Linked DNA regions of Sus scrofa: region 2 is linked to region 1. The links are chromatin contacts, called in public HiChIP or PLAC-seq maps. All regions are on one chromosome and are shown on one strand. The core of a region is the stretch at or near the end of the contact, and the rest is flanking DNA. Distances in the headings are between cores, read along the strand shown.

Region 1 (5,384 bases), core at 1,366-3,865:
AAGATGTATATAAAAGAATCTAAGATGAGACAGCCGTGTGCCCAAAGACAGCAGAGGAGTCAGGGACCACCTGACTAGCGATCACTCCCCCTTTTAAAACACAAGTTATTTTGGTAGCTTTATTTTCCTTCCAAATGAAAAAAACCCAAGTAAAATACCCAGCTCAAAAGTTAGTTCACTAATATTCCCTTCCCTGATCCCTTCAATCTCTGAATCCAAAGCATTTTATCCCATCACTTTGATCACCAACCATTCACTACCTTCCATCACACTTATATTTCTTCCTGCCCCATTAGAATATACACACACTCCTTGAAGAGAGAGACAATATGATTCATTTTTGTGTTCCCTCAACCGGGGTCAACACTGTGAAAGCACAGGAAGTGCCTGAGAAATAGGTAAGGACTATTTCTGGCTAAGTTCACAATCCATTAGATGTAGGAAAATTCAATATATATTACACTCTCATGGGGTACTGTCATTGTATCTCTTAAATAAGACTCCCTAAATGGGATGATATTATAGTTAGATTATAAGCTTTAGAGAAAATAAGCATCTCAGTGCCTTCTGATATTGTTCTTCCAAGTAGGATGTCACGACCTACATGCAGCTTATACCCATAAGAGCATCTTATATAAAAAGCAATAGATTAATGTTAATAAATACACAGCTGAGGAAGACACTTAGGAAGAATTAAAAGCCAGGCTCTCACTTAGGTGAAGGGGGACCCACTGGGGCGGTCCAGGCATCTGTAACAAGCAGCCTACTATTCTGGCCATACAAACATGTTTTATCTTTGAAAGCAAATTTCTATCTATACATAAATTTAACTTTTTTTTTTAAGTGAGCCAAAGAAATTTCAAATACTAACAGCCAGGAGAAGTAGAGTAGAAACAATCTTAGAATCATACAGGCTGTACTTGGTAACTTAATTGGTTTTCCTCTCTACAGAAAAATCCGTTAAAACATGATCACCATCAGAAGCTTTTCATTCCAAATTTAAAAAATCTAAAGATTCTCTCTTGCTCTCTCCGTCCCCAACCTTCTGTCTATCTGCACTGGAAATAAATTAATCTCAGACTAGATGACATTTAAGTTGTTAAATACGCAAAGCAAGAAAAGACACTGATGATATTTAAGAAAGCTGAGAACATATAATTATATAAACAGAAATATAAAAATATTTCTTTAAGGCATATGTTGTTAACGGTCCTATGAAAATTTTCCTTTATTTGTAGTATTAAGGACAAAGAGGGGAACTTTCAGAGTACCCTTCTGCAACAGGCCAATTGGGACAAGGGGTTAATTAACGCCAAAAATCATATTTACACACTAGATCCTAAATGACCAAGGATGTTTCAAGAACGTACAATCAAATGCACCCAATAAAAGACTGAAAATAGAGTTAATGGGCAGATGAATGGGAATTGCCACTAATTCTGAAAATAATTTGCTTACTGTTCTTTCTAGTCTTTCAACTTTTCAAATCAACTTTTCATCACATGCTCCAGGATATTTCTTTCGGAAAAAACATGCTAGAAATTACATAGCGTTAATAAAATGGTGTTTTAAACATGCAAGTTAGAAGGCAATAATTGCTTTTGTTCATCTTACTTTATAGCTTTTGTTGCTTTTGTTCATTTAAATTTATAGCTCTGCAAAAGGGATAAGCAACACATCTATTTGCACAAGGGGATTGCCAAAAATAACGCCATCACTGAAGAAGGTAAGATAGAAAACTGGGATTCCAGACTTAGCCAAGAAGAAGAGTGACTAGATTTTATAATTACTGGAGTGATAAGCACATGGGGTGTTCATTACACTGGTCTTTCTACTTTTACATATGCTTGAAATTTTGAGTTAAAAATAACTAAAAGTTAAAAAACAGCCAGTCCAGTGGCAACAAAGTCAGATTTCTAAATTTACATTACAAGTGAAAAGACAAATACATAAGCAAGGATCTTAACTGCAAATGCATTAGGGCACCTCACTAGCATGTATGAACATGTACAAGAGACAAAAAAATCAAAGTCTACAGGAAAATGGTATAGAGGTAGCCTGAGCATGGGGTATTTTCATCCTGTGAAAGTTTTTACATATCAATTTCTTTTTCAAAGACTATGTCCCAAGAGGAGAATAAGAAAAATACATAATTGAGGGTTTACTATGTGCCTGAATCACTGCAAATGTTTTATGTGTAGCAGGTTGTGTAAACCTCCATCAGTTGGTAACAGCTCCATTTCAAAGAAGATGAAATTGATGAAGCCAGGAGGTAACAATGAAAGTAGGTGACAATTCTGAGCATATTAAATCTAAGGGCTAAACTACTTCCACTTCAGCGTCTAAACCCAAACAAGGCATGTCCTAAACAGTATGTTTCGGTTTCTGGATTAAAATAACACACTCTCTCCTCTAAGACTGTCTGGAATATGAAGAAACATCTTATCTCAAATTGTTTCTCAACATAAATTCTTATAATCGCAAGAGTATGGAGACAATATCTGATTTAATTGAGAGAGAGAGAAAGAACTGGAAACCGAAAACATTCTCTGATTACAATGTAACGAGGTGCTGGGAGGCAACACAGCTGATGAAACACCACTGTAATAATAGGAAGTACACACAGTGCTGCGTTTCCACAATGATGACCTTATGTAAGCGTAAGGGACATAAAATGCTGCAGGACACCAGCCTATTTCCCAATAATTTGGCTCAAGTCTGCTTTGCACATTGTATATAAATATATTGTCATAGATACACACTCATACAGAGTTGGAAAATATTGCCCAAGAACCTTATTTGATGTATAAGTCACTCTTATACCAATGCCCTGAATGTAAAATCAAATGAGGCAGGAGGAGACACCAAAATAAACAGGACAGGACATGAACGTGAAAACAAACAGATGTGTCCACCTACAGTCAAGATCCCCATTCTCTCTCTGTTTAATTTTCTTATTATTTTTTGTCTTTTTTTAGGGCTGCACTCACAGCTTATGGAGGTTCCCAGGCTAGGGGTTGAATCGGAGCTGCAAGTGCTGGCCTACACCACAGCCACAGCAGCACCAGATCCTTAACCCACTGAGCAAGGCCAGGGATTGAACCTGCATCCTTATGGACGCTAGTCAGATTCATTTCCGCTGAGCCACGACAGGAACTCCTTCTTATTTTTAAAATGTCCAGTCTATATTAGGTTGTTATTTGCACCTCAGTAAAGCTAAAAAAAAAAAAAAAATAGATGCAGACTACTGCCTTTGGAATGGATTAGCAGTGAGATCCTGCTGTGTAGCACTGGGAACTATGTCTGATCACTTATGATGGAGCATGGTAATGTGAGAAAAAAGAATGTACACATGTAAGTGTAACTGGGTCACCATGCTGTACAGTAGAAAACTGACAGAACACTGTAAACCAGCTGTAATGGAAAAAAATAAAAATCATTATATTAAAAAAAAATTACGGGAAACACATTTTAAATAAGTAAATAAATAAGATTTCAAGGATGAAAGTCCATAGTACTGCTCTAAATATGTAACAATTGAGTATGCATTTAGGAAAGAGCTAGGCAGTAACAAGGACAGACGTTCAATCAAACATTAACCTGATTAAATGATAGCTGTGTGGGAAAAAATATCCAAACTGGTTTCATCTTTTTTTTTTTTTTTTTTTTTGGCAGCTCCCACGGTATGCGGAAGTTCCCAGGCCAGGAATCAAATTCAAGCCACATCAGTGACAACGCCAAATCCTTAACTGCTAGGCCATTAGGGAACTTTTGGTTTCATTTCTTTTACCTCTGAATCCTGTGGCTTATACAAACAATCCTTATAAGTATACATACCAATAATGCATAAAATATCTCCATACTCACAGATTAGTAGCTGGATACCTCTACTCAAAAACTGTTTCATTTAATAGGAATTTTTGAATCTTTCAAATATCAAAACCAGAACGCATAGGTACCTGTCACCATGGGTCAAGTTTAAACTCACAAAGGTGGACGGCACCTGTAGCAAAATAGTAATGGCCAAGAATATACCACAGCTTCTACCTTGGTGGTTGTCTACAATGTGCCCTCCAAGTTGGTTAGATTAAAAAGATCGCATGTGTTTTATTTATTTATTTATTTAACTTTTTAGGGCCGCACCTGCGGCATATGGAAGTTCCCAGGCTAGGGGTCAAATTGGAGCTGCAGCTGCCAGCCTACACCACAGCCACAGCAATGCCAGATCCAAGCCACGCCTGTGACCGAAGCTACAGCTCATGGCAACACTGGATCCTTAACCCACTGAGCAAGGCCAGGGATCGAACCCCTGCATCCTCACGGGTACTATTTCAAGTTCTTAACCTGCTGAACTACAATGGCAACTCCTGTGGTTTTTTTGTTTTTTTTTTTAATTAATTTTGGCTTCACATTGCAATAGAAATGAAAACATCAAGGCTGAAAAACAAGTCTTGCTTGGGAGTCCCCGCTGGGATATATATTTTGGTGTAGAGAGTTGGGTGGAGGAAACATCTTTATTCAACTCATCAGTTTTTGTTTGGTTCAGGCACTGGTATGCTTTGTTGGGTCATCCTGTTCATTTACAGACAAAATAACTGTTCGTTGACAGCAAAAAGGTTAAAGAAACAGAGAACACATATGCTAATCGTGGAAAAGAAAAACCCTTAGGAAAAAAGAGGTATACCCATAATCTAATAGAAGAGACCACGAGCAAAGCTGTGTTCACCTGTTCCCCAGCTGGAAATCTCTGCCAGTGCTTGAGGCTTCCCTTGTTCACCATTCCTTCCAGAGACCTACTCCCTATGAATTAGCTGAGCCATCAACACCTGTTCTAAGCTCCTACCTCAGAGGAGGTGCTCTGCATGTTAGGGATACAGAGGGCCATGGAGCCTGTGGTTTAAGTTCTCCCCTTAAAAGAGGAGGAAGAACATTACTGGGACTGACACAGTTTCTCCTTTAATAACAGTATTTAACTTTTAACAATACACACCTGTGTATTCCTATCATAAGAGGAGGACATGGGCTAAGATTGGCGAGGCAGCTTTCCTGGACTGCTCAGAGGTCGAAGAACAAAGGCTGCATTTGGATGGAAGTCTGATAGGGAAGCCCAGGCTTTGCTTTCACTGCACTTGACCCCAAAGACTCTCTTGTAATAGCATCTTGGGGTATCACCTATGGGCTTATTCCTGCAAGGATGGGCAGGATGATCTTTCCCATCCCTTTCACACTAGCATCTTGGGATCTGAATTGCCTTCTCTCCCCAGTCCCAGTCACCCTTGGATACAGGTTACTTTTTTCAGACACGTCTTGATCAAAACATACTCCTGCTTAAAAAACAAAAACAAAAACAAAAACAAAAACAAAAACAAAAAAAACAAAAAACA
Region 2 (5,524 bases), core at 1,849-4,348, 76 kb after region 1:
TCAATCTCTCTCTCCCTGCCCCCTCCCCTTGGAAACCACAAATCTGTTCTCTGTGTCTGTGAGCCTGTTTCTGACCTCTCTGCTTTTCTTCAAGCCAATATTCAATGGACAACTCCCCCCCCCGCCCCCCGCTTTTTTTCCAATCAGTCATTCCTACTTGGGATCTATTTAGTTGTATGTTCCTCTTTACCACCCCAACCAGAAAGAATACTCTATCTGGAGTACTTCTTGGTAGTACTAGCACAGGCTCCTAAGTGCCTATCAAGCACCTGCTGGTTAGGGTGACAAGAGAGCAGCTTTGGTGCCCTGCTGGTTATCACAGCTTCGCAGGGATCAGCAAGACACAGTGACTCTCCTTCACTCACCATCAAATCTGAGCTTTGCTATTCTGTGCCGAGGCAATTACCATTAGGGCAGCTCTAGCCAGTGTGAGGAGGTTTGTCTCTGAATTAGCACCAGTACTGAATGAGCACCAGTACCAAAGCAGATAATTGTGATGAGGTTACACAACATCAAGGGTTAAAAAAAAAAAGAAAGAAAGAAAAAAAAAAAAAAACACAAAAAGCAAAAAACAAAACTTTAAGTTTAAATAAATAAATGTCGGGGCCTTTTAAACTCATGCTCTGTCGCTACACCCGGGAAAATCATCAACCCAGGTAATGATGTGTCCCCCAGAAGCTGAAGCCCCTTATTATTGCCCTCATTTGTCTTTTTTCAAGCCATTTGTAGCAGACCTATTTTCTAAGCCCTGCAAAAGATAGTCAACTCATAATTACATCTTTTCCATGGACAGAGACTGAGCCTGATAACCGCCCCCCAAACCTCATCAGAGTGAACTGCCTACCTTTCCATTAACGCTCCACAAAATGAACTAATGTGAATCTCACCTCCACCCTTGGAAAGAGGTGACAGTAACCAGTGAAAATATCTAAGTTTGGCAGAAAGAGCAAAAAATGCAATCAAACAGGGTAAAAAAGAAATCTGAATCATATTTGCCTGCACGCTGCTTCCTTTTACAAAGAAAAAAATCCTGCTCATAAAAGTTAAATATTTACATTTTGGCAAAAGGCTCCACTATAAAAGATATGATATGCTTTTAATTACTTGTGTTTTTAATGTGTAATAAAACAATCAGGAGAACTGAAATAAGAGTAAATTTAACTGTCAGAAAAACCAGAGTTCTCTTAATTAAATGCATTTTTAAATGGAAAGCCAAATGCTTCGACTCTTAAAACAATCTGCCTTAACAAGCCCCCAGGTGATTCCTGAGCCACTTGTAGGAAAAAGGCAGAGGGGGAAAAAGTTCAATGACCCTGTAAATTAGGGACTAAACAGCTGAAATGGTGTGATAGTCCGTATAATCTCAGTTACACTACGGGAAAACATTTGTCCAGAAATTGCTCTTTTGGAAAATCCCATGAGTTAGGGGAAAAGGAGGGGGAAAAATGGGGAAAGAGAGGTTACAAATGCTAAGATACCAAATGGGAACTCAAATGATGCGAAATACGTTTTCTGCCTCAACTGCCAAGCAAATAATTTCTCAACATCTTCAGATGAAAAGGAAAATAGTCATTTTGCACAGGCGTTAGCTGAATGTTCGAGAGTTGGATGAATGGGGAGGACTTGTTATACACCTAGTGGTGGGTGGATTTCACCAGGCTGCAGCCTCCACACAGCTTTTCTTTGCTGCACTGCAGAGGCGCCATCTTCTCCGTCTTAATCTTCACTCAATTCAATCCTTTTATCTGCACCCTAAAAAAAAAGACCCTGAGGACCCTCCCCAGCAGTCCGCGCCCCCCGGGGAGCTAAACCGGACTGCCCAGCACTGCCAGGGAAGAGGCCGCGCCTTAATCAGACAAACGCCTCCTTTGATGCACAGGAAGAGAGCTCGTGGCTCCCCACCACCCGCCACTGCCCCTTCCAGACGCACACTCCACTCTCCGCGTATTTCTCCCCAAGGACTTTACAACCGAGAACAGAATGAGCAAGCCTCGGAGGTGATGGGGTGGGGGGAGGAAGTAGAGGGGCCCAGAGGCTCGGCCAGAGTCGCCCCAGCAGCGCCCCAGCCCCCTCCGGGACGGGCGCGCAGCGCGGAGAAGGGAGTCAGGCGGGAGCCTCGGTGGCGCACAGACTAACTCAGCTCAGCCCACCGCGCCCCGGGCTGGCGAGGGCGGGGTGTCGCGGCTTTTGTTCCCGGGGACCTTCCTTGTCCCTCTCCCGGAGAATGTGAGGGTGCGAGCGAACGCCCGGGATATTTAGGCTTGGGGAAGGTGCGATGTGGCTGTGGATCTCCGACCCCTCCCATCTCTCGCAACTTAGCACAAAAGGGAGACACAGAAATGCACAAAGTTTGCCTGCCGAGGGTGGTGCCTGACCCTGCTTGGGGTCGCACTCAGGAGGCAGCCCCGAGCAACCGAGAAGAGGGAGGAGGAGGAGGTCGGGCAGAAAAGGGGCGGTGGGGATGTGAAGGGAAGGTGAAACCGCGGGGGAAAAGCGAGGGAAAGCGGGGGTGGGGGGGTTGGGGAGAGAGATGACCAGCTTCCCAAGCCGTCCCGACTCCTCCCTAGGGCCCGAGAGAAAGGGAAAGGCAGCGATTAAGAGCTGGGGACAGGATCCAGGGACTGTGGGTTTTCGGCTTTTCCCACGTGCTCCCTCCCCCACCTACCATCTGGACGTCTCTAGCTGCCCCGGGTCCCCGGTTCCGAGGCAGGGACTAAGTCAGGGTCTGAGCTGCAGATAGCCTCCTCCTCTTCTCTCCCCCGACTGAAGCGGACCCGGGCTCCCGACCCCTCACCCGCTCCTTCCCCGCGGGCCGGAGAGCGCGTCCCCGGGGCAGGGCTGGGCCAGAAGCGGGGATGCGCAGGGTGCCCGCAAGCGGGGGCGTAAGGCCTGAGGAGAGTGGGGTGGTCCTCGACTAACCCCAGCTTCTCTGGGTTAAAGACTTGGATTAATCGGGTCTCCACTGTCCCCCTCCGACCCCATTCCGAGGCGCGGCACCCACCTCCAGCGCCCGAGCCGTCCAGGCGGCCAGCAGGACCAGTGCCAAACCGGGCAGCATCGCGACCCTGCGCGGGGCACCGAGTGCGCTGCTGTTCGCGTGGGATCCGCCGCGCCCTTGCTCTGCCGGTGTCGCTGCCGCTGTCTACGGTGGCCCCGCGCTCGCGCTGCCCCGGGTGCTCTCTCCTACCGCTGCCGAGGAAACTGACCGAACAGCAGCGCGGCGGCGGGGCTCGGAGCCCGGGCGAGTCAGCTGATCCGGCCCACCCCGCTCGGCACCCGAGAGAGACCCCTAGCGGAGCCGCCGGGGAGCTGCGCGCGCTCGGCCGGGAGGGGCCCGCGGCCCCCGGCGCCCCCGGCGCCCTCGGCGCCCACAGGTGCGGGGCCCTCGGCTCCCGCCGGGTCCCCCCGGCTCCCCGCCCGCTTCCCTGGCCTGGACCCCTCGAGCAGTAGGAGGGAGACTCTGGGGCCGGGAGAGGGACCGTGCAGGATCAGGGAAAGGTGAGTCGTAGGACGACTGGGCTCCAGAAAAGTCGGGAGCGCTCCCCGCTCGTTCCCGTGAGCTTGACTCATCCGACCCCGCAGGCCTCTCGGGGGTGTCGTATAAATGGGTTGCTGCTGGGGTGCGTTTTTATCCGCATTTAATTTTTTGTCTCGGTTTGGAGAGGTGGGGGAGGCGTTTCTGGAAGAGACTGAGAACAAGACTAGCTTAAAGGAAATAGGATTTCTTTGCTTGCTAGGAGAGCAAAAGCCCTCTTTTTTTTTTTTTTTTTTTTTTTTTTTTTTGTCAAAAGCAGCCACGAGCAACCTGGAATTTCTATCTTTAGACTGAACCGAAGGAGAAAGGCGCCGGACCAGGAGAAGAAGCGGCGACCTATTTACTTCTCCTTGAAAGAAGGGTTTTTAATTTTTTTTTTAAATTTTTTGTTTGTTTTTGTTTTGAGAAGGGGACAGTCATCTGGGATTTTTTTTTTTTTTTTTTTTAAATCAGGCAGGGATGTAGTGTCCATCTGAGACGCGGGTGAAGTGAAAGAAAGGTTGTGGAAAGATGATTTCTCCTCGACCCCCATACCTCAGAACTTCTGACCTCCAACTCCGTCCTTGTTCCTTCTTGTGTCTGCCCGGGATTACAGAAGTGAACCTTCTAGGGAAGCCACTTTCTCCTAGGTTAAACACAATCCACCCATGGTCGGGTTAGTGTCTGGTGAGTCTAGAATGGTCTAGAACTGCCCTGCTCTTGACCTGAAGGACAAGCCACAGTCCACAGGGGCGCTGGTGGGAGGGAAAGAAGCCACAGGCTCAGCCGTGGAATCGTGGCTCAGCCGAGGATGCCGGCTTCCTTCCAGATAAGATAACATTTCTGGGCCAGCTCCCCTGGATATTGTCTTCTCTCTTATTAACCCCGTTAGGCATCCAAGCTGGTCCCTTGAATTACTTTCTCTCCTGAATGACCTTTGAACCTCCTCAACCAATGGTGACAAATATTCGTTAGTTCGAATTATTTGTTTACGTGCTTATGTCATTTACTTCCTCCAAAAGCCAGTGAGGCCCTTACTGTTATTATTCCCATTTGTAAAGTAGGAAGCTGACGCTAAAAACCTCCTCCCCAATCTCACAGCAAGTAAGTGGCAAGAGGTTGGGACTGCAGGGAAAAAAGGCCCAAGTGACAGCAAAACCCAGTTGCTTCCAAACATGTTTACCCACCACCGCAGGTGTGTGAGACAAATTGAAGGCACCTGATAGGAAATAGGAATATGACTTAAAAATGGGTAGGAAGCAGGCCTGGCTCCACAATTTGCAGGGTCCAGTGCAAAATAAAAAGGTGGGACTCTTTCTTCCAAAGTGAAGAATTTTAAGATGATAACAGCTGCACGTTCAATCAAGCACAAGACCCTTCTGAGCTCAGATCCTGTGTGATGGAGCAGATGCCTGCCTATGGAGCCAGTCCTGGGAGGCAGGAAGCCATTTTTAAGAGCAAGGGACTTTTATTGAGCACAGAATTCAAAGATAGAGAGGTGAGGTTATAATCTGCGATTATATATGAGTTCCTAGATTTGGCATTTCCCTTTCCCACTGTTGAAATGCACCCCAGTGATCCATCCCTGGAGAAGCTGTTCCTGGCAGAAGATGGTTGGCTGCTGCCTGTGTCAGAATGATAGGCATTCTTTACATTTTCTCCTGTTTCATCACCACTCGGAGGTCCTGGTGGCTTTTACTTTTCAGCCACCATCTCTGTTTAATGCCATTTCCTGCCACAGCGTAGCTTCGGGGTCCTCTGAGCAGAAAATAAAAGGCATCTCTACTTAGAACTCTAGCCCCTGGGAAAAGGACTGACTGCTCATTGGCTGGTATCCTCACAGCCTTCCCTGCCCAGACTTAAATGCCACAGCGTAGGAGACACTAGCTCTTCAGACAGTGCATTCTGTCTGTGGGCTGTTCTGATTACTAGAAAGTTCTCAACCCCACTTAAAGCCCACATCCCTTTCCTTCAGCCTCCCACTCAGATGTCCTTGTTGCGCCTCTGGGA

What was found. HiChIP or PLAC-seq counts read pairs in DNA pulled down with a chosen protein or histone mark.
Region 2: an H3K27ac HiChIP or PLAC-seq map of alveolar macrophages shows a contact between it and region 1. The contact joins the promoter of APP here to the enhancer-like site in region 1. A contact is called at or near these places in 4 of 47 Hi-C or Micro-C datasets (heart right ventricle, retroperitoneal adipose tissue, skeletal muscle and 1 more) and 2 of 2 datasets of contacts at active chromatin or transcription factors (alveolar macrophages and skeletal muscle).

The regions. Positions count from the first base shown.
Region 1 is chr13:189,637,351-189,642,734 of Sscrofa11.1, forward strand. The region is part of intron 2 of APP (amyloid beta precursor protein); the gene reads right to left. Among named protein-coding and RNA genes, the nearest start is that of APP, 76 kb to the right of the region's middle. Within about 2 kb of position 2,616, at least 12 of the 83 cell types and tissues checked have an H3K27ac peak or open chromatin away from gene starts, as enhancers often do. A contact at or near this core is called in alveolar macrophages and retroperitoneal adipose tissue, where this site is marked.
Region 2 is chr13:189,712,854-189,718,377 of Sscrofa11.1, forward strand. APP (amyloid beta precursor protein) reads right to left here and starts at 3,099. Exons shown (of 18, transcript NM_214372.1): 1 at 3,002-3,099. The coding sequence starts at 3,058. It overlaps LOC110256540 (a long non-coding RNA gene), which reads right to left and starts at 2,995. Exons shown (of 2, transcript XR_002338172.1): 1 at 2,666-2,995; 2 at 1-1,752.